Regions from separate parts of the Sus scrofa genome. Here region 2 is linked to region 1. Evidence: chromatin contacts called from public HiChIP or PLAC-seq data. All regions are on one chromosome and are shown on one strand. Each heading gives the region's core, a stretch centred on a gene start, on an enhancer-like site or on the middle of the called end of the contact. The rest is flanking DNA. Distances are from core to core; before and after follow the strand shown. Region 1 holds the start of RRBP1 (ribosome-binding protein 1). Region 2 holds the start of ZNF133 (zinc finger protein 133).

Region 1 (6,030 bases), core at 2,162-4,661:
TTCTTGAGCTGCACTCCCACAGCCATCTTTCTGTTCCCTGAACCAGCTGCTAAGCTCCTCCTCACCCCAGGACTTTGTCCCTTATTCTTCCTTCTTTTCAGAAGATCAGTTTCTTTTCATCGTTTGTGTCAACTCAACCATCACCTCCCCAGAGAGGTTTTCTATGATCATCTTCTTCTACCCACTGCCCTCCCCATTCCCAAATCCCTGTCCCTCTTCATCACATCAGCCTCTTCTCTTTCCTTGTAGCCCTTGGCACAATTTTGATTCACTTTGCTTATTTATTGGTTGATCGGTCTACTGTCTTCTCCCCATTAGACTGTGGCCTCCATGAAAGGAAACCCTTTGCCTTGTTTATGGCTATCTCCCCATCACCTAGTGACTGACAGTACCTGCATGGTAGGTACTGAGTTGATTCATTTGTTGGAGGAATAGGTGCACCCTGCTTCCACTCCCCTCCTTGCACTTCCCACTGCACCATTCTCTTCTCAGCTCTCTGCACTTCAGTGGCCACCTTTTCACCTGCTCCCCCGCAAAAAACCCCTGTTTCCCGAAAGTCCTTGGTGATATCTGAGTGGCCATGTTTAACACATAATCCAGTCTTCTTCTTGCTGGGTTTCCAGGCTGCCTTTAACAGTGTTCGACATTCTTTTTCTTTCTTTCTTTTTTTTTTTTTTTTTCATTTTTAGGGCTGCACCTGGGCATATGAAGTTCCCAGGCTAGGTGCTGAATCGGAGCTGCAGCTGGAGTCCACACCACAGCCACGGCAATGCCGGATCCAAGTCACACCTGCAACTTACACTGCAGCTTGCAGCAAGGCCAGATCCTTAACCCACTGAGCAAGGTCAGGGATCAAACCTGCATGGATACTAGTCAGGTTCTTAACCTTCTGAACCATGATGGGAAACTCCAAACAGTATTCACCATTCTTTACTTCTTGAAATTCTCTCCTCTCCATGAACCCGTCCTCTATTTACCTTATCCACCTGTCTTTCTTGGACTCAGTGGTAGATTGCATCAGTGGTGCCATTTCTTCATCCCTGTCCATACTTCTTCTCCCCTTGAATCTGGGCCTATCCATGTGACATGCTTTGATCAATAGAATGAGGTAGAAGCAACCCCAGTCCTAAGCCTTTGAGAGAACTTGTATATTTCTGCTTGTTTTCTTTTGTTTCAACCACCACCCTGAGAAGTAAATGCCCCTTCTAGTTCCTATCCTCAAAGAAAGGAGTGAGCTAAGTTGCAACCTATGACAGCAGTGCCAGATCCTTTAATCCACTGTGCTAGGCTGGGGATCAAACCAGTGTCCTGGCGCTGCAGAGACATCACTGATCCTGCTGCACCACAGTGGGAACTCTGTGGCACTGTGCTCTATCTGCTTCTTCCCATCCCGCTTTTCTACCAATGTTTCCTGTGATCACCCCCCAAATTATCAGGATCTGCTTGCATCCAAACATACATGGTCAGAATCTGCTTCTGGGAAAACCTAAATAGTGTGAATAAGATGAAGGGGGTCTCTGCCCACAACAAGGCCTCCAAGGGCTGTTGGGTCTTTACTAGGTCTGTGTATCACTTCCAGCTGCTTGCCCAACCTGGCAGTGAATTCTAGGCACTCAACAAACACAGGTGAATGAATGAAAGAATGAATGAATGAATGAATGAATCTCCTCTCTAAAATGCAGAGAGTGGAACAATTGTCCTAAAAGAGTACACCCGAGTTCAGAAAGGTTAACTGGTTTACCCATGATCAATTAGAACTAGCTGGTAACATATGCCAGCCAGAAACTGGGATTCTTCGTCTTTTTTTTTTTTTTTTTTCATTTTAAGGCCACACCCACAGCCTATGGAAGTTCCTGGCTTTGCTAGGGAGGGGTCAAATCAGATCTGCAGCTGTCAGCCTCTACCACAGCCACAGCAACTTAGGATCCAAGCTGCAGCTGTGACCTATACCAGAGCTTGCAGTAATGCCAGATCCTTAACCCACTGAACAAGGCCAGGGATCAAACCCACATCTTTGCAGATACTAGGCGGATTCTTAACCCGCTGAGCGACAACAAGAACTCCAAAACTGGGATTCTTGACTTTCATGTCAAGCTGGGGCTCACCACTGGAAAAAGACTGAATGTCAAAAGCTAACCCAGGTTAATTCCTATTGATTAATCATTAATGTGCTAGGGAACTGCTGAGATTAAAAATAGGAATGAATGGTTAATTTCAACTCAGCTGCTCTTTATTTCCTCATGATGACTTATTTCCACATCTTTCCAACAACTTGTTCAAAGGGGAAGGGGGTACGGGAAATTGTCTAAGAAACAGATATTAGGAAGAGGTTCTGCAGCCAGGGGGTTGGGGAGAAGTGGTATGGAGCAGATTAGCTGGCAGCCGCCCTTTGGCCTCTCAGAAAACCTTAATTTCAAAGAAACTGGTTTTGGCTCAATGTTCAGAGTTAGCTTTAAGAGACACTGAGAGAATGGTTAAAAAGCAGGCCTAAAATTATCTTAATTGAAAGTCTTATTTGGTTATGAAGAGTGTTGGCTTACTTGGGTGGAAGGGGGGGAGGAAGTCTTGTAACGAAGTACCATTTGCTCAGTTTTCTGGGAAGTGGGTGAGTTTATCTGGGTCAGGCCCTTTCACCCTCTCCATTGCAAAGAGTAAAACGCCCTAAATAGAATTGCAATTATTGTTCTGCCAGCTGTGGTTTGGACGAGTAACTCAGACTGTGCCTCAGTTGTACCCTCCCTAAAAATGGGTGCACTGACGTTCACCTCCATTCTTTGTGCACCATCTGGCCTTTCCGCCCCCGATTCCTCCATTTACTCAGGAAAATTCCTTCTGGTGCTGACTGAAATATCTTTGAAGATAGCGACGTGCCCTCTCGGGACTGACCGCCAGCAGAACTTGTCCTCACATCCAGGGCCCGGAGGGGGCGCTGCTGCGGGGGCAGTTAGCTGGTTTTAAATAAAGCATTTCTCGCGGCTGTTCCTGTGTTGCGCAACCCTGCTCAGGGTGACACCCACCGCCACCTCAGCCTGGAGGGGTTCAGGGGCGCAGGCGCAGCGCCGCCGGGATTCGAACCTTCCGGGTCCAGCTGGGTCAGAGCCGGCCCCCTGACAGTGACTGCAAGCAGGGCCGAGGGCCCGGAGTGGGCGGGGCCGGCCGGCGCCCCCTCCCCCTTTTGGCTGGGCGTTCCGGCCCCGCCCCGCCCCCGCGCCGGCCCGAGCGTCGCGCCGCTCGGCTCCGCCCCTCCATGGCCCCGCCCCCGCGACTCCCCGCAGCTCCTCCCCTCTCCCATTGGCCGAGGCGGAGACCCTCCTCTCCGCCCAATGGCCGCCGCAGCGTCTCGGCTTCCCGCGTTCTGACTGGCCAGCGACAGGCAGAGTGGCGGGGCGCGGACCAATGGGGAGAGGCGACTCGATGAATGGCTGGCCCGGGTGGGGAAGGCAGGAGGCGGCGATCCTGGCGGAGGGGGCCGTTCGCCAGCTCCGAGGCAGAAAGTGCCACGACTCCACACGCGCGCACGCAGCCAGCGAGCGGCCGGAGCGGACGGCAGACGGGGCGGGCGGCGTCGAGGTCGCGGCGCCTGCAGCTGCTCGGAAGCGGCTTTTCGGCGGAGGCTCAGCCGTCTCCTCTTTCCCGGTTTCGCGGCGGCGGCGGCGGCGGCGGCGGCTCCTGCCCTCTCGCTCTCCCTCCCGCGTCTCCCGCTGCAGGTAAGAAACTTGGCCCGGCCCTGCAGCAGTAGCTGCGGCTCGCGGGCTGGGCCGTCGGGGCGCCGAGGCTGGGGCCGGGGCCGGCCGCGCCGCGAGTGACACGTCTCCTTGGCGGCCCCTCCCCCGGCGGCGCCGCCCGCCGTCGCTATGGCCGTGGACCCTCGGGGTTGGGACAGGCCTGGGGGGGGGGGCGTGTGCTGAACCGAACCCCGTGCAGGGGCGTCGGCCGAACGCGTCCGCAGTGTGGACCCCACGCCCCTCGCCGTCGGCTGGACCTGCGGCGGCCCCGCTGCGCGACGTGGCCACCCCTCCTTCCCCGCCGGGCCGTCGGGCCGGCTGGCGCGCACCGAAGTTGGGTGAAGAAAGTTGGCGGCGGGGCGGGGCGGCCCACAGCTGGCGAAGGAAGGGGTTAAGTTTCGGGAAGCGGCCGGATGACGTTGCCGGGCTGGAGTCCGGGCTGGAGGGGGTGGGGGGGCGGGCGGAAGGCGGCGGAGGCCGGCCGGGGGGAGGGGGCGGGATTGAATGGGGGCCCCCGCCGGGTGAGAGCGCTTGGCTGCAGGCTGCGACCCGGGGGCGCGGCGGGGTCCGGGCGGCCCCGACGGGGCGGGCAGGGGACTTAGGGCTGCGGGGGACGCCGTGCGGGGACCGGGACGGTCCAGGTCCGGACGCCCGGCGGCCGCGGTGGCAACTTCCCGAAGTGCTGGAGGCGTCTCCCTGCTCCCCCTGGCGGTGGGGCCGGGGGCGCCTTTTCCCCGGCCGGGCTGCGCGAACCCAGGCGCGAGGGCTCCCGGCGCGGGGACTGGGGCACCCCGAGCCATTCCTGGCCCGCCCCTTCGCGCCACGATGAATGGACTTGCGGTGCCAGGCCCAGGCGGAAGCGGCATCTCCGGCCCGGCCGGCCAAGCACGCTGGCACCCGGCCTGGCGCCCGCCCAGGGCCGCCAGGCTCCCTGGCCGCGCCCTGGGCAGGGGAAGGCGGGATGGGGTCTGCGCTTCCAGTGAAGCATCTGGGAAGCCTTGGGGACCTCTCCCCAGATTATAGGTCGCAAATGGTAGCTCGCTGTGGTGTCAGGGTTAAAGGGAATGCGCCTCTGAAAGCCTAGCACCTTTGAGAGTGACCTCGGCCAAGCTCTTTCACTACAGTGTCCACTTCCACGTGTGAAAAACGGGACTGCCTATCTTTTCTATTTGAGAGAAAAGCTGTGACAACCCAGCACATGTAGGGAGTAGTCAACAAGTGTTGGCTGTTACTGCTGGATGAGTTTCTAGGGGTTTGGGGGGCTGGGGAGTTAAGTGGGCTCCGGGTTGTGCTCCAGCCTGCTTGCTGCAGACTTCAGGCTTGCCACGTCTCAGGGTCTGGATTCCACCCTCATACCACGCTTACAGACCCTCTGCTCAGCTTTCTTAACCTCTCTGAACCTGGATTTCCTTATCTGTAGCCTGGAGATAGACTCACCCACTCACAGTAGGGTCGGGAAGCCCCCCAGGTAAGTGCTGGGAAAAACTGGGACGTTGTGCAAACACTAGGCACTTTGGCAATAATTCCTGGAGGTCAGAGGTCAGCAGAGACTAGGAAGCACTGGGGAAATGAAACTTTAAAGGTTCTGGGGAGCCTCCCAGGTCACTGTTTGCCTGGTGTGCTGGAACCATCAGAGCAGGGGCGTCTGGATGGCTTTTCTGGAGTTTGGGGAAGTGGACCCAGTGGGGCCTCAGGCCCCAGGCCAGAGATCTTCCTGACTCTGGGTATTGAGTGTCCAGCACCTCCAGGCAGGAGAGCTGCCTGTTTTACAGCAGCCCTGCGTGGTCTATCAGGGAACACTCTGCCTTCGCCCGGACACTTTCCTCTGTGCTTGGTCGGTCATCTTAACTTGCCGTTAATCTGACACCGGCAAAGGCTTGGTGATCCTGCAGTGTCTCAATTCCTTTATGAACTCTGCAAAGGTCAGCCCCACTCTAGGCTGCCAACTTGTTTCCCTTCCAGAAAGAAGCTTCCGGTTCTGAGGTCCTGGGGATGCCACTTCCCTCTCTGTGAGCAGAGGACGAAAGCTGGAGGCAGCTGTAGAGCAGTGCATGCATATCTGGCTTGCAGGGTTTCTGGGCCTGTGGACAAGGCTGGGGCTGGGGACAAGGTGGGGAGAGGGGGACAAGAAAGGTGTCTTGAGGTCTAGAAACAGAGTGTCCAGTGTGTAAGGCCAGAGGTGCTATGTTGTAACTGAACTCTTTTCTTTCACAGTTAGGAATCAGCCTCTGAACATCTATACAGAGATGAAGAAGTTAGATTGGTACCTTGGTACATGAATGTTTTAGGGGCATGGCAGAGTTTT
Region 2 (5,763 bases), core at 1,098-3,597, 480 kb before region 1:
CTGTGGCTGTGGTGTAGGCTGCTGGTTACAGCTCCGATTGGATCCCCCAGCCTGGGAGCCTCCATATGCCGCGAGTGCGGCCCTAAAAAGACAAAAAAATAAATAAATAGATAAAATAAAAGCAAAGTGTAAACACAGAACACTTCATTTAAAAAATAAAATAAGAAGTCCACATGTGTTAAGAGTCACCCCTGAGGGACCTACAGGTAAAGGATTTGCTACCAGGCGTTCCAGGGTGAAGAGGAAGTGAGGGTGCTGGATGCAACAGAACAGAAGGCTGAGGCCTTCACAGCAGACAAGCCCTGGGAGTTGAGCAGGTCAGAACAAAAACACTGAGAAGAGATGCTGGCGCAAGAACAGCAGGGTCATGAAGGACTCGGGGTCTGAAAACAGTCCTGTGAAAATGGCCACCCTTACAACAAGCTTTGTTTCCTGGGAAACCAGCTGGGGCTCGGACCCCTGATGGGGCTTTTATAAGGCACAAGATGTCAAAGTTGAGTGAAGAAAACCCACCCTTTCAGCATCCAAAAGGCAAGCTGTCCCCACCTGAGTCCTTTTGCCCACCAGGTGGTCCTCTCTGCAGGCAGGAGCTAGGGGTCAGAACAAGGACTGAAAGGTTCAGGGAGTCGTGGAAACTCTCAAGCTCCTGCAGCGTAGGGTTTCCTCTTCCTGAAAGGCATCAGGAGTGGACCTGCCACAGAAGAAAAGACTGAGGGCAACCTGCTGGGAACAGAGCCCCGATGTGGGCTGGGAAAACAGCCTACCCAACGTGCTGCTGATACCCTGCCAGAGCTGATCCTCTCTCGCCTCTGACCCTAATAAGGACAGTTCCTACTCACTGGGCACCCAGTATATACCAGAGACTGTTCTGGGCACTGTATGAGTTTTAGCTCATTCTAGCCTCACAACCCAGTGAAGTACAATTTATTATCTTCATTTTACAGATGACAGAATTGAGGCACAGTGAGTTCAATCTCTTGCCCAAGGTGACACAGTTATACAGTAACAGAGTCTGGATGAAATCTGACTGTGGAGACCAGGTCTCAAATAGGGCAGTGACAGCGAAGCTCTGTGGGTTGTAAGGATTCTCAGTGTATCATTTTGAGGTGAATCAAGATTGGTCACAAGGTGATAGTTAAACCTGAGTGATGGGTCCATAGAGTTCTACGTATTTGTTTGAAATTTCTCCACAATAAAAACGTTTAAAGGAACTCAAAATCCCAAAGCCCTGCCACACCAGAGATGTGTTAATTCATGATTCCTGTGATCAATGACGGACCCAAGGACCTTTGGAAAACCTGCCCAGGGGGCCCCAGATGACTTCTTCCTCCAAGACTCCAACCCAGGGGCGACCAGCCAAACCGAGACCCTAAGATTGCGCCAAAATGGCCGGCCACCCCACACTCAGCCCAACTCGGGCAGTTTGGCCAAGCCCGGCCGGCCCTCAGCGGGATGCCTCAGCAAAGCCGAGGGGTAGCTGGGCCCAAACAAGTTACCAGCCTCCTCCCACCAAAACTCCAAACACCTGGCTTCAGGTGCGGCCCTCACCGTACCACCTGGGAAATAAAAGGCCCCCAAAAGCCCACTAACTAAACTCCCCCCCAACCTGGGGACTTGTGGCATGAGCGACCCCCTTTCCCAATATCGCTCTTTCGGCTAAAGCCGAACATGTCCACACACAGGAACCCTAGGATGAGGCCGGAGCCCAGCACCCACCAGCCGTGGGCATTACAGCTGAATTTACCCACGTCCCTTGGAGATGCGCGCCCACATCCCAAAATATGACATCCCGGAGAGCTCGGCCTGAGCCACGACAGCGGGTCCCCGCCACTACCTCCTCTCCCAGCCACTCGCACTGTCCCAACCCGAGCCCACAGACCAGACTTACCTTTCCGCGCGGAGAGGGTACGGCTGCGAAGAAGTCTCGTGGGAGCCCCACTCACCAGCGCCACCAAAGAACAAGGGGTCACTCCAGGCACCAGCTGGGGAGCTACTCCAGCAGGACGCCGGGACTACACTGCCCAGAATCTTCGGCCCGGCGCCGGGACCACACCTCCCAGGATGCTCGGCGGCTCCCCAAACGCGCCGCCGGCCAGCGGCTCCCACGGGCCTCTGAGGGAGCTGTTTCTGGGTAACATGCTCCAGCACCGGAGAATGGCCCCTGTGTCACGTGACTCCCCTTCTTTCTTCTTAAAAGCAGTGGATAAAACATGTAGAAGATAGCGGGAACAATTTCCTAGCTGTGCCGCGACCCGCCTTCTCCAGCAACTCCGCGTTAAAGACTACACTCCCCAGCGACCCCCGCAGTGACTTCTGTATCGGTTCCGGCCCGCCCCTCGGCTCCCGGAAATGACGTATAAGGGAGCCTCTGTTTGGCTTCTGGGTGGGCGGAGGTGTAAAGTGTGGTTTCTGGTCCCAAGTGCGAGTCAGAAAGCCCCAGCTGTGGTTCCGTGCTCGCATAACCATTTACCTCACTTAAACCCAAGGGGCGGGGACTGAGACTGGGAGAGTCAAGGCCGTATTCCCGCGGTCTCAGAGCTGGAAGAAGGCAGACCCAGTTCGGAGTCCACGCCCTCAACCGGAACATCCCCATGTGCACCCGAAATTCTTTCCCTCCTTTCCCTCTCTCGAAGTCCACAAGTTTGTGGGTAATCTCTCTTCCATCTCCTAGGAGACAGGGACCTCACTGTTAGACCACGATTTGGGCTGAGTCCCTTGTCTTGGCTTTGTCTACTGGGGAAAAAAAAATACAAAGCACAACCTAAAAGTTGAAAATTATGTTTTATTTGATAGCTTTAACCTGAGGGGCACCCTCTCAGCTCAGAAGAACTGTTCCAAAGAGTTAAGAGAGGAGCCAGGATATACAGGAGGTTTTACTGAAAAAAACCTGTAGCAGAACATCAGACTACTTCAAATCACTCAACTGTGATGATTTTTGTGCCTTTCTATGCATGGGAAAATGGAAGAGTCTGAACTCACTGAACTTACTGCTTTGATATATACCTTAACTATCTTGGGCCAGTATTCTGTTCTCCTCAATTCCACTTGGGTGCACAGTCCAGGGATTGATGGCAGGCAACATTTTTTTCTTCACAATTCCCTGGGTCTTTGTTCAGGGTCCTGGTTGAGAACGGGGTGGCACTGATGCCATCTGGCACACTCCAACTGGGGAGCCAGATAGCACACCCCATTTCACTGTGGAGGGGCTTGTCCACTAGGGCATCCTCTCAATTCTCTTTACTTTCTACAGACGTGCTTTCTAAAAATTCATCCTACTCTAGGAAGATCAAGAAGACATTCACATGGGAGTTCTCATTGTGATGCTGTGGGTTAAGGATCAGCATTGCTGCAGCTGTGGCATTGGTTGCAGCTGCAGCTCGGATTCTGTCCCTGGCCCGGGAACTTCAATATGCTGCAAGTGCACTCAAAAAAGAAAAAGGTGGGGGAGGGGAGAAGAAGGAAGGGAGAGAGGGAAGAAAGAAAATGTTTACATGACTGGGGAAGCCAGGGAGAGACAAGAATTTCCTAAAATTTCTTTTTAGCTCTTGGAGGATGAATCCATTCTATTCTCTCACTCAAAGGCTGCCTTGTTTGTAATGAATTAAGTTCAACCCTTGCCCTGGAGAAAGTATTGTCTAACTTGGAGCCCTCTCTCCCCATTCCTCTCTGCCCCACCCCATGACTCAGTCATTCACCAAGAGATTAGTGTCGACTGAAAAAAAAATGCACAAGTTAAAAATTGAGAATTGTGTTTTATTAGGTGGACTTTCACTGCAGTGGGTGGCTGCAGTGGCTGACAGCTTGATGGCCTCAACAGTCTTTGTTTACTGATATGGCAGGCAACTTTCTTGATCCACACAGCTAATGTGGACTATGAATGCCACTGCAGTCACCCCCAACTGTGCACCCTGAGGGGGCTCAAAATGGAGAAAAAAGGATACTGGCCCTAGAGAGTTAAGGTGCATGTCAAAGGAGTGATTTCAGTGATTTCAATTTCTTCCATCTTCCCATACACAGAAAAGTGCTAAATTCATTAACTTGAGATGTCTAGTTTTTCTTTAGTAATCTTTTGATGTTCCAACTACCTGGGTTTTTCTGTTTTGTTTTTTGTTTGTTTGTTTGTTTGTTTGTTTGTTTTTTAAGAGGCTATCTCCTGAGCTTAAGTCTCAGTATGTCCACTGAATAAAACATAATTCTCAACTTTTATGTTGTGCATTTTTTCCAGCCAACAGTAGTGGTCAGGGATGTGGCTGTGGATTTCATCCAGAAGGTGTGGAGGCTGTGGAGTCTGGCTCAGAAGAACCCAGACAGAGAGGTGGTGCTGGAGAACTCCAGCCACAGTATCACTGGGCAATAAATAATGGCTTTCCTTCAGCTTAAAACCTGACCTGCTGAGCAGCTTCAGTCCCTCAAGCAGAAAACACAAAGGAGGAAGAGCTGACCTTTGCCTTGGGACTGGACCTGACGTCATCCTTCCAGGGCAAGACTGGGTGTCTTTGTACAGTTGAGAATAGGTAATCTATGTGTATGTATCACCTGTGACCTGTGTCTTCACGTCCTTTCCCCAGGCTGGATTCTCTTCCTACATATTCTTGCTTCAAACAGGGGAGATTTTATCCATCCAGCAAAGAGTAAACATAATGTGCTGTCTTGCTGATCTGAGGTTCCTTTCCCTAATGCTTTTGCTTTTTCCCTGCTGAGAATTCACTCTTCAGAAGTCCTTTGTGACACACACAGGTTTCCCTACCCTGTTTACCTCTGCCTTCTGAAATGGCACCTCAAAGACATATCCTACAGTCACCACCTCCTCTTCTTTCCCTATGAGGCAAAATTCCATTTTTTCCAAACCCAAACTCATCACCCAGCTGGGGCTTTTTGGGATAAGCCACAACATCTGTTGGGCCCCCATCCAGGTGAGCTGGGGCAAGGGGACACAGCGGTCAGCAGGTCCTAAAGGAGGAGACATCATGGCAGTGCTCTGGAGAAGGTTGACAGCCTGGCTTCCTAGGCTGTTGCTTAGACTGCCTGGCCCTGAGTCCCCACCAGTCTTTCTCCTTTCCCCAGGGGAGGGGTTCGAGCACACTTTGTCTTCCTCTGCTGGGAAGCTGCCTTTCTTGCACTGGGCTTGCTGTCTGTAACTCACCCTGTCTTCCTCTCTTCATGTTCTTCCTTCAGTCTGCCTGATCCTACATGAGCACCTGCTACCATGAGTGCCCAAGAGTTCTGAGCTGAGTCTCAGAGGGGCCCAATAAATACCTTTTCTCTGTCCTTCCTGAGTTCTTTTTTTTTTTTTTTTTTTTTTGCCACATCCATGTCATATGGAATTTCCCAGGCCTGGGATTGACTCCAAGCTTCAGCTGCAACCTATGCCCCAATTGCAGCAATATGGGATCCTTAACCCACTGTGCCAGGCCAGGCATTGAACCCTTGACACCACAGAGACAATGTCAATCCTTAACCTGTTGTACCACAGCAGGAACTCCCCCTCCTGAGTTCTCATTATTGTAACCAACAGGTTTGGGATCATGGCTGTGTGATCATGAGCAAGTGACTTGCTCTCTCAAGATCAAGATCTTGGTTTTCAGTGCATCGGACATAAATGATGGGGCTTCACTAATGTGCCCTGCGAGGGAATGAGAAGCCCTCTTGATGTGTGTCATAGCTTTAACATTTATATCCTTTATGAACTCATAGCTTACAGCATTATGTTTGTAGAGTTAGTTGTGTTATAAGGAAACTGAGAAGAAAAAATAAGTTATATAC

The links. HiChIP or PLAC-seq counts read pairs in DNA pulled down with a chosen protein or histone mark.
Region 2: an H3K27ac HiChIP or PLAC-seq map of alveolar macrophages shows a contact between it and region 1. The contact joins the promoter of ZNF133 here to the promoter of RRBP1 in region 1. A contact is called at or near these places in 1 of 47 Hi-C or Micro-C datasets (heart right ventricle) and 1 of 2 datasets of contacts at active chromatin or transcription factors (alveolar macrophages).

What each region holds. Positions count from the first base shown.
Region 1 is chr17:26,117,635-26,123,664 of Sscrofa11.1, reverse strand. RRBP1 (ribosome-binding protein 1) reads left to right here and starts at 3,411. Exons shown (of 24, transcript XM_021078037.1): 1 at 3,411-3,707.
Region 2 is chr17:26,592,161-26,597,923 of Sscrofa11.1, reverse strand. It overlaps ZNF133 (zinc finger protein 133), which reads right to left and starts at 2,347. Exons shown (of 5, transcript XM_021077593.1): 1 at 1,889-2,347; 2 at 547-691.